Linked DNA regions of Mus musculus: region 2 is linked to region 1. Evidence: chromatin contacts called from public Hi-C data. All regions are on one chromosome and are shown on one strand. The core of a region is the stretch at or near the end of the contact, and the rest is flanking DNA. Distances in the headings are between cores, read along the strand shown.

The links. A called contact is a pair of places that touch in the nucleus more often than the background predicts.
Region 2: a Hi-C map of olfactory sensory neurons shows a contact between it and region 1, with 2.0 times the contacts expected there. The contact joins the enhancer-like site here to the promoter of Hmgn3 in region 1. A contact is called at or near these places in 1 of 39 promoter capture datasets (macrophages), 1 of 15 datasets of contacts at CTCF or cohesin (the NIH/3T3 cell line), 4 of 484 Hi-C or Micro-C datasets (cortical neurons, granulosa cells, nephron progenitors and 1 more) and 2 of 9 other capture datasets (adipose tissue and pancreatic islet).

The regions. Positions count from the first base shown.
Region 1 is chr9:83,145,100-83,148,337 of GRCm38.p6, reverse strand. It overlaps Hmgn3 (high mobility group nucleosomal binding domain 3), which reads left to right and starts at 1,731. Exons shown (of 6, transcript NM_026122.4): 1 at 1,731-1,907. The coding sequence starts at 1,893.
Region 2 is chr9:83,193,720-83,197,050 of GRCm38.p6, reverse strand. No RefSeq gene overlaps it. Among named protein-coding and RNA genes, the nearest start is that of Hmgn3, 49 kb to the right of the region's middle. Within about 2 kb of position 1,815, at least 15 of the 459 cell types and tissues checked have an H3K27ac peak or open chromatin away from gene starts, as enhancers often do. A contact at or near this core is called in olfactory sensory neurons and pancreatic islet, where this site is marked.

The DNA.
Region 1 (3,238 bases), core at 482-2,981:
ACTTGGTAAATAGGCCTAAGTAACACACCCAAGTGAGGGATGTGTTGTCTCCAGAATCCAAATAGACCCACTAAACGTTGTGCTTCTTTCTTCCAATGTCCTTATATTGTCTCCAGCAAAAGGTGTAGCCCAGATTAAAGGTGTGTTCCACCACACCTTTAATCCCAGATGAAAGGCATAGCCCAGATTAAAGGTGTGTTCCTTAACTCGGAGATTCAATCTTCTGGAATCCATAGCCACTATGGCTCAAGATCTTCAAACCAAGATCCAGATAAGGATCTCCAAGCCTCCAGATAAGGGTCACTGGTGAGCCTTCCAATTCCGGATTGTAGTTCATTCCAAATATTGTCAAGTTGACAACCAGGAATAGCCACTACACAGTGTAAGGCTTTAGAGCAGTTTCCTAAGATGTCTTTTGGCTTGTAAATGATTCTCGGGCTAATCTTGCTTAGTTTGCTTTGTTTTTCCTGGAATTTCATATAAACAAAACCACCCAGTATAGTGTCTTGTATTGACTTCCATTTAGCATTTTTCTTTTGTTATTTATCTCATCAGGGAAAACTTATTTCTTTGATCACAGAGTAATATTCTACTGTAGACTTATCATGACTTGCTCACCCATTCCCTAGCATTCCCCCTGCAGCCCTTGAGATGGTCACAGTCCCGATTATAGCTTTGTGCTATAATAAACATAATATAATTATATATCATATTATATAATTATAATAGAATCAGTGCTATGATCACACTGATTGATTTTCAGGATGATTTGATTCACAGAACGAATCCTGTGTTCCCAGGTTCAACTCCCCTGGTTATGTATTAGCTTTTTAAAAATGTTGTTGAATTTGATTTGATAAAATTTTGTCTGTGTCTTTGTGCCTATGTTTATGAAGGATGTTGACCAAAAAATCCCCCCCCCCCCAGCCTCCCGGGTCTGAGGTCTTTAGTCAGGATAAAACCGGTCTTAAATAAATTCAGATAATGTATTTTGCAATTCTTTGCGGAATGTCGAGAAACATTACACTATACACAAAATGGTAACCTGGCAGGTGTCGTTTAAATGTACATATTTAATATATAAGTGATTTATTTGTTCCTACATTTCTCGATTTCCCCTTAGTTTCCACAACAAACATTTATATCAATTATAACAATTATTCACACATAGCTGAATAATTGGCTGAATTCATATATGACTTGTAACACAGACTTAAAGAAAAACAAAAAACAAAACAATTAGACCAAGGAACTATGGGGATGGGGGATGGTATTTGCTAGAGATGGAACTGAGAACCTTAGAAACTGTGGAAACTCTTCCAGAACAGACCTTCCTACCCTGTATAGACCCGCACCATGAACACCCGTTACAAGCTTTTATAAGTAACAATTGTACAAGGCACCCCGTGGCCCTATTTACTTTATAAAGTTAACCCAGCATTACTTAATACTAAACTTTTTTTTCCTATGAAGATGCACAATGGTTTAATCCAAAGAAGGCACGTCAAACAATGAAACTCCAAGTTAGTGCAGCCTGAAGGATACTAGTTGAACTGGGCATGCTCAGTCGCCAGGCAGATTTTTTTTTTTTTTCCCAGTGAAGTGGAAACTACAACTGCGCGTACCGGGTGAACGGGGGTGGGCGTGCCCTCGTGGAATTTAGAACGTTCTCTTAGCCAATGGGGCCTCGCGGCTGGCTGGCAGGGCTCGCCATTGGGGGACCGGGATGCGAGCGAGTGGAGCGCCGGGGGAGGAAGCGGAGGTGCAGGTCGGAGAGGCCGGGCTAGCCGAGCCCATTGCGGGAGTAGCAGCAGCGGCCAGGCAGCATCCAGCAGTGTGCCAGGCGGCCCAGAACATTGCTTTACTTTTTTTGCTGCACCAACGTAGTCATTATGCCGAAGAGAAAGGTAAGTCCTGTAAAGGGGGAAAAAAAAACCCTGCTCGCAGGCCCTCGAGTGTGTTTGGAGTAAGCCCCCTGCGCTGCGATGAACGCGGCGATGCGCCTAATAACTCAGGCGCTGGGCACGGCCGCTGCCCGCTCCTTCTGCAAATGCCTGTTGCTGACCTCGCTCGCCCCGCACGGAGCTCTGAGTGTTACTTTCCCTCCAGGGACGTCCTCCCCTCTCCATCAACTCCTGCTTGGAATGGTTTCCATCTCTTGCCAGCAGCCAGGGCGGGTATCCATCCCCCTCGCAGGAGTTTCCTCTTGGCAAACTCAGGTTGTTCTCAGGGTGGAGGGAAAGCAATGAGAGGAGTCTCCCGGGCCAGGGAAATCGAAAAACGTGGAAGCACTCAGAGGAGCTAGGCGGGGTCCGGAGTGTCCCCTGGGCCGTGCCCTGGGCGAGCGCGATGCGGGCGGAAGGCCGGGAGAGGGAAAGCCATGTTTCCCTACGCCAGCCCTGCTGCGCCGCGGACCCGTATGTACCCACTCCGGTGTCAATCACCAGCCGCGAGGGCGGGCGGGGCAGTGCGCAGCGCCGGGTAGGCTGCAAAGAAGGGGACTGGTGCCAAGCTCACTGACCCTGCCAAGGTCAGGGGCCACCAAGCCCCTGCCACTGTCCCACCCACGACCCCACGCTTGGCCAGGCAGGGAACCGAGGTCTTTTTAGTCTCTCCTTTGCCCCTGGTGGGTTGTGTCCCCTCCGCGCAGGGACGTCATGAGCCACACGTGGGGCCACACAGCTCCCTCAGGGTGGGGCTTCGACTTGTCATTGGACTGGTGAAGGAAGGGCAGATATTTTTCTACCCCTCCCAGAGAAAAGCGATGTGTGAGGATTGCGTCCTAAGAAAAAAACCTTCCTGCCACCTGCCCAAAGGACCCAAGTCAACCATCTTGGCCATTAAAGTTGAAACTTGGTTAATACCGTTTTCTCCCGAAGACTGTGCACTGTGTGTGTGTGTGGTTGCTTTATTTAAAACTATCAAAGCTTTAAAATTTTTAGAAGCTTTTGCTTCCTTATGCATCGTCACTAAGAATTTTATTATAAACAACTCCACTCCTTTAAAATGTATTTTATTACATTGATTGATTGATTGATTGTATTCACAGGAGGCACTGACACCCAGATTGCAGTAGTAGGCTCTCTCCTATCGTGTGGGTTGTGGGGATCTACAGCAAGTGTATTTACTCTTTGAGCCAGCCCAAGCACCTCCATTCTTTAAAAGAAAATCGATCATACTATTAGAACATGAACCTACTCTGTGTCTCATGGTGGGTGGAGTCTGATGTGCTTTATCT
Region 2 (3,331 bases), core at 566-3,065, 49 kb before region 1:
ATCATCACAGGACTGAACACAGGTAATGGGACCTTTCCTAGGGGGAGCTAAGTAGGGTGCTGAGGTCAGCATGGATGTACCTTCTGAAGGGACTGCTCCCCATTTCTCTCTGACTTGCTGTCAAGAAAGCAGCTCTTCCCTCTAACACTAACACTCTGATGTCATAAGTCACGAGGTACTCACCGGAGCTCAGCCAATACTGGTGCCATAATCCAGAACTATGGAACTGAGGGCTAAGTAATCCATTCTTGATAAAGTGAGGCTACCATTGCTTCTTCATCATGGTGACAGACTAAGACAGTGGAATAGACCTTAAAACGTATTCAAAACCTAGAAAATCTATAAGCAAGAGAAAAATGAGAATTCTTTCCAGGACTACTAAATCAAAGTGGACCGGTGGTAGTGGGTCCGAGGCAGACTAAAGTTACCTCTCACTGCTGTTATCCCTTTAAATCTCCATCTGAAAGAAACATCCATAACAGGCTTTGTGGAAATTAAATAAATCAGCAATAATGAACCCTATGCCTAATAACAACTTAGTGTCAGTTCACTTCACACTCTGCTGGATTCCCAGGGTTTGACCATTGAACCCTCATTCAAAGGGAGAAAGTGTGTGCAGAGCCAAGAACCACAACTAACACAGATGCTTGCAGGCCTTGGTTAAAGCACTATTCAAGGCAGCTGCGTGGATCACTGGATTTTCCGTCCGGTTGCTTGCTTGCTATTGTTTGTTTTATTGTTTATTTCTTTGTTTTCTGAAGCAGGCTGTCATTTAGCTCAGATCTCATTTAGCTCAGGTCAGACCTTTACTTCCCGTGTAGCTGAAGATGACCTTGAACTCCTGACCCTCTGCTTCTGCCGCCCAAGAGGGTTATAGGCACACACCATCGCACCTTTTTGACTTGCTTTGGTTGAGGCAAGGTTCCCCTAATGCAACCCAATCTATCCCTGGTGAAATCACTAGTCGCTAAGACCACGCTGGAACCTGCATTCTCTGGCCACCTCAGCCCGCGTGCAAGGCTAACAAGTGTGAACTTCTTCTATGCCCGGCTTCTATTTCCCTTTTAATCCCAGAACCTGTTTCTGTTTTCTCTTCCTTCTCACTCACGTTGCACGACTTCCTCCCAGTACTTCTCCTGAGATAATCTCATGAATATCAGTGACAACTTCCTCCTCGCCAAAACCAGTTGGCACCTGGAAGAGCAGGAGCAGCACTGGGCTCTGTGTGGCGCTCTCCTTCCCCCTCCCACCCCTCCCACCCCACCCACCCCCCAATCCCTGCTTCCCTTGCTTCTCTTCCCTGGCTCTCCTCCAACCTTCGTTCCCTTCTCTGGCTTCATGTAAATATTATTGATCCCCAGAGTGATGACTTATTTTCATTGTAGCCTCATAATTTTCTCCAAAGCCACAATGTTAACTACTGAGTATATCCGTTTCTGTACCTAGGTCACCAGCTGGATTGTGCCCTCCATCATCTAGCCTATAAATTCATCAGCTTTTCTTGAATGTCCCAAAGACATCTCAGGTTAAATCCCCAAGCAGCTCAGCTCTTCTGTGCCCCCCCCCCCCCCACACACACACCTTTGTGCCATTGAACTGAATTGCTGGGGGTTTTCAAATACTTGTCACTGAAGAAAATGACTCTCTTCTATTTAACTCGTGAGTTCATAGCTCACACCAAAACAATGACATATAGCATCTTCTGGATATGCTTGGACAGCTGTTAAGTCTTCTGGCCCCTGACCCTGCTGGATTGGACTCACTTTGTCTGTTATGCTGTGGTTGCTATGATGCACCGTTTGAGCTCCTATTTGTTGCTGGGTAATTTCCTAGGGACTCGCTGGTCCTGGTTGCTGAGTTTCTTAGACGCTGTGATTTCTATTGGTAGCCAGGCCAGCACTTTTTTGTTTCTTTAATTAGCCTCTGTAGCAGAACAGATGCCAGGCACCACCACACACATCTGTGACCCATAGCTGGCAGAGCATGAGTTTGGTGGGAGCCACGAGTTCTTTAACGCTTTCTGTTCCAAGTCTTGTTTTCCAGCAGTTCTCTCTTTCTCACGACTCAGCCCTCTTGGGTAAAGTAAAGGTTTATTGCATTGATGATGGGCCTGTAAGCTTAAGAAGAAGTTTATGAATCTCAAAATGAAAACAAGAAGGTTGAAGCTTTTCCTAGCAGCGGTAGGACAGAACCTTTTGTTGTTGTGGGTTGTTTGCTGTTGTTGTTGTTTTGTTTTGAAATTGAAACAGATATGTTATAGCTGACTTTTTTTTATATGAGACTTTTATTAAAATCAAGTTTTGAAGTGGCTCCGTCACTTAGTTGGCTAACGTGCCTGTCTTGTAAAGTTAGGTTTGGTTGGATGTCAAGGCTATCTGCCTGTACAAACATGTTTTAGTGTATGTCCATTGTCTAAAAAAGCATTCTGATAATTGAATTCTGATGATATTCTGATTAACCAAACGCCCTAGTTAAGCAATCGAAATGTATTGCTTAAAAGTTTCTCAACACTATCCTCAATACTAGAAGGAAATAGGAAAAAGAATCTTTATAACACGGGGGAGGGTATTACTGGGAGCGGAGGAAACCCTGAATGGGTGAGGTCCCTGGTGAGCAGTGTGCTATTGATGTGGGCACTGCCATGGGAGTGCCGAGGTTTTCGACAGGAAAGGCTCAGGAGTATGGCAATGATTCCTTGGATTCAAATGTTGAAGAAGTGTAATGTCTGCCACAGCTTTCTTCTTCTGAATATTTACAATCTGAAGACTGCTCCCATACAGAGCCTGCTCCTACCAAGAGTAGCTAAACCAGCCTCTTTGTTCACTGTATATAATAACTCTGACTCCTTGTTTACCTGTAGGCAATGAACCCATCATTCAACTGAGCTTCCAGAATCCTCTACTTTCTCCATCAAAAAGTGTATTCTACTGGACCCCAGTCTCCACCCCTCCCCATGTGCATGCGTGCGTGCGTGCGTGCGTGCGTGCGTGCGTGCGTGCGTGCGTGCGGGCATGTCTTTTCTTCATTCCCTTTCAGTCCCAATCAGGCCCAAGTCCTTGGATCAATGAGACAGAGAGCGAGGAAAAATCTTAGGCACATGTGGAAACCTGTAAATAACAGAATGATAGTAGTTGTAGACCTGATACATCTTAAAATGGACCCTGAAAACAATAAAATTACCACTATGTTTCTAGTCGGGTCACTTTATTCTCTGATTCTCCAAAATGATACTTTAATCTTACTCCACTCCCTTAAGACTTCTCACACTCTGGGGTGGCTGCTACAATCACTAATGTCGCCTATGTGCCTATCACCCCTCCCCCACCACCAT